Linked DNA regions of Mus musculus: region 1 is linked to region 2. The links are chromatin contacts, called in public HiChIP or PLAC-seq maps. All regions are on one chromosome and are shown on one strand. The core of a region is the stretch at or near the end of the contact, and the rest is flanking DNA. Distances in the headings are between cores, read along the strand shown.

What was found. HiChIP or PLAC-seq counts read pairs in DNA pulled down with a chosen protein or histone mark.
Region 1: a contact with region 2 is called in an HNF4G HiChIP or PLAC-seq map of pancreatic cancer cells. The contact joins two enhancer-like sites. A contact is called at or near these places in 3 of 484 Hi-C or Micro-C datasets (cerebral cortex, cortical neurons and nephron progenitors), 2 of 115 datasets of contacts at active chromatin or transcription factors (extraembryonic endoderm stem cells and pancreatic cancer cells) and 3 of 9 other capture datasets (adipose tissue, liver and pancreatic islet).

Annotation. Positions count from the first base shown.
Region 1 is chr8:45,715,246-45,721,449 of GRCm38.p6, reverse strand. All of the region lies in intron 2 of Sorbs2 (sorbin and SH3 domain containing 2), which reads right to left. Among named protein-coding and RNA genes, the nearest start is that of Gm30635, 39 kb to the right of the region's middle. Within about 2 kb of position 1,364, at least 49 of the 459 cell types and tissues checked have an H3K27ac peak or open chromatin away from gene starts, as enhancers often do. A contact at or near this core is called in pancreatic cancer cells, where this site is marked.
Region 2 is chr8:45,632,018-45,637,597 of GRCm38.p6, reverse strand. All of the region lies in intron 1 of Sorbs2 (sorbin and SH3 domain containing 2), which reads right to left. It overlaps Gm51529 (a long non-coding RNA gene), which reads left to right. Exons shown (of 3, transcript XR_003947382.1): 3 at 1,719-2,582. Among named protein-coding and RNA genes, the nearest start is that of Gm51529, 6.9 kb to the left of the region's middle. Within about 2 kb of position 3,762, at least 5 of the 459 cell types and tissues checked have an H3K27ac peak or open chromatin away from gene starts, as enhancers often do. A contact at or near this core is called in pancreatic cancer cells, where this site is marked.

The DNA of each region.
Region 1 (6,204 bases), core at 115-2,614, 86 kb before region 2:
TGTGCATGTCAAATAGGCACATGACCCAGATCTTTGGTCCACCTGCTATCACTCTGTAAAAAGCATCACCATTGCTGAATCTAGTGGCCCAGGCTTGAAATATCAGTACTCAGGAGGCAGGGCAGGAATGTTACAAGTTCAAGTCTAGCCTGGGCTCTGGAGTGAGTTTCAGATCATCCTGGGGCCTCGATGAGATCTATCTAAAAAGGAGGAGGGAGGAGGAGGAGGAGGAGGAGGAGGAGGAGGAGGAGGAGGAGGAGGGTGGTACTGGAGATGCAGGAATATAGTTCAATGGTAGAGCACTTTCTAGAATGTACTGCCAAAAATTTTACTGCTTTCCAGCCTCAAAAAGCATTGACATCATATTTGACTCATAATTGCTATTACCATGTTCATTTGTGGTCAAATCTTATAATGTTGTGTATATCTAGAACTCACAACTATGCAAATTTAACTTCTCTGTGAGCATCTTCTAGCTTGCCTTGACTGTTTTAGTGCCTCACGACTGGTTTCCCTTCCTCTGCTTGTACCTGCATGTGTTGTATTCTGATTCTGGAATATTCTGAGAGAGGTGGCTGTAACATGATAGAGAATAATCATTTTGTTCAAAGGACTCCAACTCATGGTCCCATCTCCCATCCTCTAGGCCCATGGCTACCACTCTTGCTCCCTGCCCAGTCTGTTCTAGGATCTGGAATACTTCACTGTTGCTTGCACATACCAAGCCCACTACTATCCCAGCGTTTTCCTCTCGGCCCAGAGTACTTCCATCTATCACCAGCTTTGTCCTTTAGTCGCCCGGCTTAATGCTCAGATGCTACCTGCCTTAGTTACTTTTCTATTCCTGTCATAAAACACCGTGGCCAAGGCAAGCTATAGAAGGAAGAGGTTATTTGGGCATAACGGTTCCAGAGGAATAAAAAATCCATTATAACGGGACATATGGTAGCAAGTTGAGAGCTCACATCTTTAAACCACAAGCACCAGGCAGAGCTAGCACATTGGAAGTAGACAAAGCTTTAAGCTCTCAAAGTTCACTCCCATGGACATTCTCCCTCCAAAGAGGCTGCACCTCTTAAACCTCCATAAATAGTGTCAGTAATTGGGGACCAAGTGTCCAAATAATCAAGACTATGGGGGACATTTATGTACATATCACCCTACCAGAGAGACCATTCCTGGCCACCCCATATAAATAGCCAATTTCTTTATTTCCACTATTCTTTGGGAGTTTTCCTGCAGAGCACTCTTCCTGCCTTGAGGGCTTACATGTTTGTTTATGATCTCATTTTCATCGACACAGCAGGGGCCTCCATCAGGAGAAGGTGATTCAGAGGCAGGAAACACAGTCATAGGGTGGAACCCACGGGGAGGAAAAGCCCTTGTTCTGGTATGGCTCCACACTGGGCAGTCGTGGGGAAAGAATGAGTACGGTGAAGTGCTGAAGTCAAGGTTTCTTTTCCGTTTAGGAAGTTCAAGGAGATAGTCATTTTTAGCACCAGGGCAACTCTGGAAATATTACTGTGGTAGAGATGTGAGCCAGACAGTCTCAAAGAGAGTAGAACGAGTCTGTGCTCCATGATGTAACAAAAACAGTCAACATTGGCTGAGCACAGTGATGCAAGCCCATAATCCCGAGAACTTGGGAGGTGGAGGTCGGGAGAACAGAAATCCAAGGTCATCTTGATTATATAGTAAATTCAAGCATAGTTTGGGCTGTAAGAATTCCTGTCTCAAAGAAATGACAGTCATTGTGGCCCCATGTGTCATTAAAGTAGCAGCCTATGAATTAATTTTGCCACATGTTGATAGTGAACACCACTTTTTACCTTTTTTGTTTGTTTGTTTACATTTGTGAAATCAGACATTAATTGATCTACTTTTGGATTCTGACCAAGGGTATGAATTCAGTTAACATCAGAACAACTCTGTGCACCCCGAAACTACCACTTCCCATTGGGACCTTCATTTTGAATTCTGTAAGTGAAATATTAGTGACTATCACTGATCTTGAAGTGTAACGAGAAATTAGTTTTCTCAATTATAACAACTGTCATCCATTAATTGGGATAAGTTAATTGGCTACGTGCATGGGGTTAGAGCTTAACATCTAATCTTTTGGGGTTTTGTTAAAAGTACAAGTGATGAGATAGTCTCTTATTAAGCTAACACATTTGCATTTTAACAGACTTTTAATTTTTTTTCAAAAGGAATGCTTCTAACCATGCACAAGGTCAGCAGGTTGGATGCCATGATATTTTTGAGCAGTGTCTTGCAAAAACAAAACTTCAACCTGTGTCACCAGCCTCTCACTGCACCCAATGATTCCAATATTTGATGCATATCAAGGTCATACTTGAACTTCAGGATTACATTAAGCCAGCACCCAGCAGAATCACAGCAGTCTGTAAAATGTTAATACACTTCTGTCTGTATGTTAACTGCTTCAGGCTTTTTTCTCCTCATTTAGTCTCCTAAAATCTTCACAAAAACATGTTTTATGATAACAACAAAAAAGCAATGAATCTTGCAACCTGAATTCCTCAAACAGTGATTTTAGCGTTTATCTTATGGCATCTTTCTAACATTTGATTCTATGAAAAGATAAGGAACTGTATTGTGAGACTACAGATTAAAGGGCTTATAAATCATCTTGTTAAAGGTAAATAAATCATAATGGAATGTCTTATGATAGGCTTTAAGGCTTATAAAAAGTTTTCTCGTCAATGTATGTTAACATTTGCAAATAAAAGAATTTACTTAATCATAGTTAGTTTTAGAAATAGTTGGTTCTATAATTTGCCTAAACTGAGAGAGTTGATGTTAAGACTAACATCATTAGTATTTATTCTCTTACAATACTATAAGGTAGGATTATTCAAACAGAAAAGGAAGATCTTGAGGAAACTTTATCTCAGCATTAAATTTGTCTCCTGCAATCTGCAGCGTTTCCCTCCACAAACTACTCCTGAATTCTAAGGAAAGCATAACAAATTGGGGAAGGGCTTACAATAAGGCCCTGCCAAGCAAGGGGCAAAGGCGGCATCACCATTATGGGTAATGGTGTCTGATTGGATTAGAGGCATGTTCAATAGGAGGAAATTTAATTCCTGGTATGGTTATCCTTATTGATACCCCTTGGCTAAAGTCATAGGCCCTTGGGCTATTGATAATTTGCTAAATGGTCATGCTGTCAAATTGCTTCCCAGATATTCATGTTTGTATGTATAGACCTAGGCTGCTTTTAACCTTGGTCTGGGAATTTATTTTTTTCTTGAGCAGCAGTCACTGGAAAGATATGTAGCAAATCAAAGAGCTACAGATAGGAGACTGAGTGTTCAGCCCTAAACAATAATATCTATATTAATTCTGTTACCACCAAGCCTTAGGGAATATCATAGATAACAGGAAGATTGTAAGAACCAGAGAACAGTGAGGAGTTCTGTGATGTACAATCTTTACATATTACAGTCATAGACTCACAGAAGCTATAGTTGTTTGTGCAAGACCTGCACAGAATCAAGCTATTCAAGCCTTACCCTCTATCGAGGAGCTATTGTCAGTAACTGTGGGGGAATCGCCTATTGGTTTATTTTTATGCGATTATTTTGCCTACTTGTATGTATTGTATCATGTGCTAGTCTGGTATTATCAGAGGTCAGATGAGGAAAGCAGATCCCCTGGAACTGCAGTTATAGATGGCTGTGATCTACCATCTGGATGCTGGGAATTGAACCTGGGTCCTCTGCAAGAATAAGGACTTTTAGCCAAAGAGGCGTCTCTAAAGCGCTGGAGAAACATTCTCTATGGTGTATATGGCAAATGGTAGACTTTACATACTCCAGGGAATGGCTCCACACCCATACATGAGTAGTACCAACTTGACTTAGTCTTGATTTAGTAGGTTATATATTTTTTAAAAAAGACATGAAGTTGTAAGGGTATTGGGGCACTCAAAAGGGAAAATGAGGGGTAGATATAATTATGTGTTATCATATACATATATAAATATCTCAAAAATGAAACATCTTAAAATAATAAAATTGTTTTATCTTAAAGAAATACATCAACTATAGCCTACAGGAATTGAGGACAAAGAAAAATGTTATTGACAGTTTAAAATCAGGATAAACACTAATAAAATTGACTGCTTCTATAGACTCTAACTTATCAGAATAACAAGGTACTCCATTACACTTTAGAAATACCTTGAGAGGGGAACAAAATACTCCCAAGAGGAAAAATAGAGACAAAGTGTAGAGCAGAGACTGAAGGAAAGGCCATCCAGAGACTGCCCCACCTGGGGATCCATCCCATATACAGTGACCAAACCTGGACGCTATTGCGGGTGCCAGGAAGTGCTTGCTCACGAGAGGCTCTGCCAGATCCTGACAAATACAGAAGTGGATGCTTGCAGCCAACCATTGGACAAGCACGGGGTCCCCAATGGAGTAGTTGGAGAAGGGACTGAAGAAGGTGAGGGGGTTTGCAACCCTGTGGGGGAGCAACAGTGTCAACTGGCCAGATCCCCTAGAGCTCCTGGGAAATGGACCACCAGCCAAAGAGTACACATGGAGGGACCCACGGCTCCTGATGCATATGTGGCAGAGGATGGCCCTGTCAGACATCAGTGGGAGGAGGGGCCCTTGGTCCTGTTGGGGTTTGATGCCCCAGTATAGGGGAATGCCAGGGTGGGGAGGCAAGAGTGGGTGGGTGGGTGGGGGAGGATCCTCATAGAAGCAGGGGGAGAGGGGATGGAATAGGGGATTTCCAGAGGGGAGACCTGGAGAGGGGATAACATTTGAAGTGTATATGTGCTGCCGAAGCGAGCACATACATTTGAAGTGTAAATAAAGAAAATATCCAATAAGTGAGGGAAAAAAAGAAATACCTTAGAAAACAAACTTTAAGACTATTTTATGTAGTACATAAAAAAAATTATCTCATCATTTGAAATATAATTGACTGAAAACATAGCCTGAGCTTAAATCCTTTAGGAGCATGCGGAATGATGGTTTCATTCACATTTCCCTTAAGTATAAACACCTTAAAGACAGTGTCAGTGAAGAATAAAAAAAATACTCAGTGCCCAGTGGGTAAGTAATAATATACATTAATTGCTCCATGAATTTCAGTGGAGCGTGTCACAGCATACATTTCAATGAAGGCATTTCTTTAGCTTCCAATGAGAAGTGCATAGCAAGACCCTCACCAGAAGAAGTCTTGCTGCTTGAGAAATAAATAGAAATGGGTGCATGTTCTGTGTTGTGGAGAGACAGCGGGCACAGGAAGAGAATTTCAGAGCAAATGCTCATGAGCCAGACTGGAGTTGTTTTAAGGACCGGCAGCATCCCAGCAACCTTTGGTTTCCAAACAGTAACTGGAGTAGGGGACCATGCTGCCCCCCATTGATCCAGGTTATAAGCAGTAGCATTGAACCGGGAGCCCAGTCAGCTTTGTCAAAGCCCTTTCTGCCATATGCAGATGGGTAATTGTAAAAAGTCCCTCGCTTGCTTTGTCTGAGTCAGAGAGAGTTTCCTCACCTAGAAATAGGGCTGGCAGTGCAGCCCACCTCTTAGGGTTGTGGGAATAATTCATGGATCAAAATGCACAGAGCTCTTAGAAGTGGGGCTGACCCACAGTTGCCAACATGGAACCTCCTCTGCTAGCAAGAAGTGAACATCCCCTAGCCTTCAAGGGTGTGAATCCTGGATAAATTATTTCAAATATGGAATCCTCCTTCGCCTTGGTCATCATTCAAATGAATTCCCCAGTCAGGGTTTTTCTGCATAAACGATTTTAAACGGAGTTGGATTAAGTCATGGATTGGAGAGACAGAAGGAAGTATTCTCAAGCCATATTTGTTTCTTTGCCTCACAGATGGCCGAATGAAGTCTGTGTTGATCGCACCTTCTTTTGGCTCATTAAGGCTCTGAGTGCTGCGGCTTCCTGGGAGTGAGTGGGAGCTCGTTTGATTGACTGATCTCAGTACAGCAGACTTCACGGGCAGAGACGATGCCCACTGGGGGAACACGTCAGGAAAGGCCAGGTTGCAGTGACGCAGACCACCCTTGTGTGACAGATGTCTCTTTACATGAAGAAGGTGGAAGAGGCTTTAGCAAAGACAGCAGCAGAATGGCAAAATTATTACTAGCGACTTCTAATTGTAATTAGATTTTCAACAACAGAAAAAAAAAAAAACCA
Region 2 (5,580 bases), core at 2,513-5,012:
TGACCTTGAAAGTTCCTTCGGTTGGGTGACCCAAAGGATGGCACACCTGCCTGCATGCTGAAGCCCCTCCGGATCCTGTCTTACTTGTGGGTCTTTTCTGTACTGTGGACTTGCAGGACCTCTCCTCACAGACTGGAGTAGAAGCCGAGTGCAATAAAACACTGAGGAGTGTGGGAACCAGTAGTCCACAGACAGAACATCCTCTAGGAGTCAAGTTGATGATCCTAATCTTTGCATTTCCAACAGCTATGAAAATAAATATCCGAGTTCCAAAGGGAGGAAACAAGAGTTCTGAGGGCATGTTTTTTATTATTATTATTATTATTTCTTTCAAAGGAAGAAAAAATTTAGGGTTTCAAATGATTATGAAGTAATACAACATTCCATAATAATCTACAGCTTAAGTCAAATGACTTTAATGGATCACAGTTACTGTGGAGCACTAGTGGGTCACTGGGTCAAAAGGATGATGGTTTTTCAAACTACACCAGGTTATTTATGACTTAGATTATCATTTGCTTTTATTAAATAAGAAGGTGGTATCTTCTGTCCTGATAATAAATCTAAAAATTAATTTAAAATGCAGTCCAAATACTTTATATACAGGGGAAGGGAATTTTTGCATAATTGAGAGGAAACTGTAATCAGTTAGGTTCGTTTTATAGAATTAAAGCTCTGGTAGAAAGGAAGTCAAGAACATAATCAGATTTCAGACCACATCTTATCTGAAAAGACATGTTTCTATGTAAAGTCAGAGACTTCAGGATGTACCCTCAGTGCCTAAGACATGGAACTAAGAAAATCCTTTTCCCTAAACAGGTATAGTGAAAAGGGATGACTCTTGTTTCTTTAGTAAATCAGACGACTCTACTCTTTGCTGTTTTTATTTTTTATTTTTTTTTAATTCTCAGATGTCACTACCACAAGGCTGGTTGTTTTCAAGATTAAATTGTGGGGAAGTTGATAGTGTGCTAAATGAGCCAAGTTATTTTCTATTGTGTCAGGGCTTCCTTTGTTCAAGATACCTTGAAGACTTCAAAGGATTCCTGAGACATTAGCTTAGTGTTTTACCTAAAAAGGGCACGAACCCCATGCACAAAAATCTCTTAACAAAAAGAGCATCTGAAGACATATGGGCCATATGAATTTTCTCATGATGAAAGTCAAAAGCAATCGGTTCTCCCTACTTCAATTTAACCTCTATTCTTTCACACAGGTTATATTGACAGACAGGAACCTATCTGTCTACAACCCATTCAGTCTACTTTCCAGCCACCACTTACTTCTGGCCAAGGCCATGATGCAGTAAACAGCCAAAGCACTGTTGTTTTCTCATGGAATTTACATTCACATGGGATGACTAGACATACATAGAATAGCTTTATTTAAATGGCATAAAGATGCAATGGGCAAAGTGTAAGGAACAACTAGGTAGATGACTGTGTTAAGTCTTTCTTCAGCTGACCGATCACGAAAGTCCTGCTGAGCACTGCTGAGTCACATGGCCTGAAAAGTGCCTATTCTTGGTGTGTTCATGATTTCCAGCCCTTCTGTGAGAGTTAACACACATAAAGATCTTAGGATAGTAGCTAGCATGGGGCAAGTGCTTACTTTACAGCATCCTTAGGTTGATTGGTTTGGATCATTTTTGGACTAATATTTTCTGCAGCTTGCCTGGAGCCCTGCCTCTGGGTTAACGGCATTTTCTGCTTTTGCAGATGACCCAGGTTTGAAACCCAGCACCAATGCCCCGCCGCTGACAACCACCTGGAACACCATCCACAGACTGATCAGACACTTCAGAACTCTGCAGGCACTGGCACGGGAACATAAACCGACCCACAGGCATACGTACATATAATTATAAAATAAAATAAACCTGAAACAGAAATGTTTTTCTAGCTTACCGAATGCTAAGTATCTGAGCTTTCGTTTTCTTGAATCCATTTGGAAGCTGTTATTTTGATTACTTATCTAAGGTCTTCCAGCTTCTACGGGTTTTCAACTTTAAAAGATCTCCCTAAATTGACACTATTTCCTAGCTTAAGCTCTCTAATTATACTCTGAAGCATAAGGAGAAAAAGCTTAGAATTTGTGGTGTTTAAATGATCTTCCTTACGCTATTTTAAATAGAAGGCAAATGTGAATTCGTTCTCGTTGATCTTGTTTTCTCAATGGGTGTGAATAGAGCCAGATACTTTAGAAGGAACAGAAATCGCATTTCCTTGTCTGAATTATTCATGACACTCCAAGATACATTTAAGCTTTCCCCAGGTCCTGGCAGTAGTCCTGTGTTATGAAACTGTTGGAGCTCAGTGAGTGCTTTTCTTCAGGAAGACTATATTTTGCTTTAAAAAATAATAATAGCATTTCCTAAAATTTTCAGTTTTTTCCTTCTCGTCTGTTTTGTAATTTCAAAAAATAAAATAAAAAATAAGAAACGTCTCCTTATTTGCTTTTTTATCTCTGAGTAAAAATGGCCTTTTAAAAAAATCACATGTCAGCATCAGGACAATGTGGACAGAAGATCTGATTACTGTGGGCCATCTATTCATTTGCTATGCTGACTGAAGATTTAATGGACTGTCTCAGTCAGGGTTTCTATTCCTGCACAAACATCATGACCAAGAAGCAAGTTGGGGAGGAAAGGGTTTATTCAGCTTATACTTCCACACTGCTGTTCATCACCAAAGGAAGTCAGGACTGGAACTCAAGCAGGTCAGGAAGCAGGAGCTGATGCAGAGGCCATGGAGGGATGTTCCTTACTGGCTTGCCTCACCTGGCTTGCTCAGCCTGCTCTCTTATAGAACCAAGACTACCAGCCCAGAGATGGTCCCAGCCACAAGGGACCTTTCCCCCTTGATCACTAATTGAGAAAATACCTTACAGTTGGATCTCATGGAGGCATTTCCTCAACTGAAGCTCCTTTCTCTGTAATAAAGGAGCTTTGTCAAGTTGACACGAAACTAGCCAGTACATGGACCAACCTGTTTCCTGAATGCCTTCAATGTCCCAGCTGCCATTCTAAAGCCGGAGTCCAGTTTTGCTTGCCACTTTTGTTCTGACCAAACATTGATCTTTTTTTTTTTTTGTTTTTAACCTTAGGTACTCACATGACCTCCCCTTACCTAAAATTGTCTAACCTAGCAGACAAGCACACAAAACACAAGACTATCTGCGCTGTTGGAACAACCGATTGGTTCTAACATTTTCATCTTGACCACTATGTTGTTTATATAGATCTGGCAGTCTATCTGGATGTGGTAGCAAATGTTTGCAATCTCAGTACTCAGGAAGCAGAGGCAGGAGGATTAGGGGTTGGAAGCCAGCCTGGCCTCTTTCAAAGAAGTCAAGGGAGTCAGAGAGCTGGATCAGTGGCTAAGAGCAACTGATGCTCTAGCTGAGAACCGTGGCTACCTAAGTTCCTGCGTCCATGTGGTAGTCCACAACCTTCTGCAACTCCCAAATTCCAAGGGGATCTGATAGCCTCTCTGGACTCCACAGGTACCACACAATGTCCTGTAAGTGCTAGGTGCAGGGAAAATATCCATACACATCAAATAAAATCATGTAAATCCTTAAGAACAATAACAAAGGGGAAAAAAAATCCAGATCTGGCTAGTAAGAGACAAGTCCTTTCAAAAGGTTTTTTTTTACTCTCACAGCATAAACTATGGAATTTTCCACACACTTATGTAGCTGACAGATTATGTGCACTTGTTTCAGAGTACACTAAACCTTCACCAGACTACACAGTGAGCACAAACACAGATGGGGTTGCTGTGACCTGATCCTCTTTGCCTGATTAACTTCAGCACAGAAAATGACAGAATAAGGTGGGGTGGCGCATTGGCAAGCCACAAGAAGTCATCACTTCAGCATCCACTGTGGGCTCCCTAAGCTTCTTGTTGTTACTGTTGGGTTCTTTTCCTAAGCGGTATCAAGTATGGGTACAGGGTGTAAAATGTTCAACGTCCTAATGAGGCCGGAAGCAGGGGAGGCTTAGTTAAGAGGTGGAGAAAGACCCCGTAGTCATAAGTGTAGGCACATTTCTATTTATAGGGATGTCACCTCAATGCCAGTCACTTCCTGGGAGACCTAAAATGCACATGGGCTTTGTAGAGGATAGAAGGAACATTTAAACAAAAGTATTTTCTCCAGTGTGGCCAGAATATATATGGATTTTGTTATTGTTGTTTTGTTTTTTCTGTGCACTTAAAAAAAAAAAAGCTTCACTCTAGTCTTACTGGCATTTGTAATTTCTGTTAGGAATTTTCTAAATTGGCAATCTTGGTCAGAAGTCCCTTTTTGTTGTAGCTTATTGGTCCTCATAGCTAACCCTTACAAACACCTTAGTTTCTAAGTCAGTGGTTCCCAACCTTCCTGTTGGGGGTGCATTCCAGCCATAAAATTACTTTCATTGCTACTTAATATAACTGTAACTTTGCTACTGTTATGAATCATAATGTAAATGTTGTAGGCTACCACTGTGAAAAGATCATTTGACCCCAAATGGGGTTGCCATCCACAGGCTGAGAAACATTGCTCTCAAGGAAGCCACAGGGAGAAGAACAAGGAGGGAATATGGAATCAGAAACATTTTTGTGGCCCCTGCTCTCAACTTTTACCAAAGATTGAGTAGGAAAGGAATCTGAAAAGGTTGGCCTTTGGTTGGCCATTGGTCGGCCTGGACTCACTTTGATAATCTGTAAGAATGTTAGCCCAAGCTAAGCCTGCGAACTGCTGCTTTCTTACTACTGCACAAAGTTACATCCTTCTGAAGAAAGAGGTCATGGTTCATTATAGGAAAACCCTTTTTAATATTTGCCTTCCTTTGTGAACACTTCTCAAAGGAAAAGTAGAGGAGGTAAATGTCTGCATTGGATAAAGACATCCCCAGAACAAGAGGACATACGAACATGCATTTTAAAGGTCCCTGAAGATTTCAATTAAGCCTCTTTCTTATTTGATTTTCCTATATTTATAATATGTGCACAAAAAGAACTTAAGAAATGTTGCTAACATTTATATCTGAGGGGAATGGAAATATTTTCTTAGAGATGTTTCTTGGTTAGATTGAGGAAGAATGACAGCTCTTTGAATTTTGCTCAAAGGAAATCTAGCAAGCAGAAGCAATGGTAGGCCTACATATACTTGATTCAAATAGGGAGAAGAAAACTGGTGTCTTTTGGCCAAAATTCCTATTTAATGAACAATTCTGTTTTGAAGATTGGAAAGTATAATAGTTGATCTAAGTCTGACACATTGTAAGACTTCCCCGGCCCTGTCTTAGCAAGCGTACTCCATCCTCCATCCAACATTTATAACCTTGATGGAACTTATACCGGATCAGAGTTATTGGGCTACTTACAGTGATCAACAGTTACAGAAATGCGTCTCTACAGCTGAATACATGACTTAGCGTTTTCAGAAATGATTTATAGATATTTTGAAACAATATAGTTCTCGACAGGTATAGTTTACAACAGGCATTTTTGAATGATTTATATCCCTTTGTACAACTTTCAGAAAATTATCAAATGCAGTTATCTATTATAACTCTTTACTGAAAAACACAAG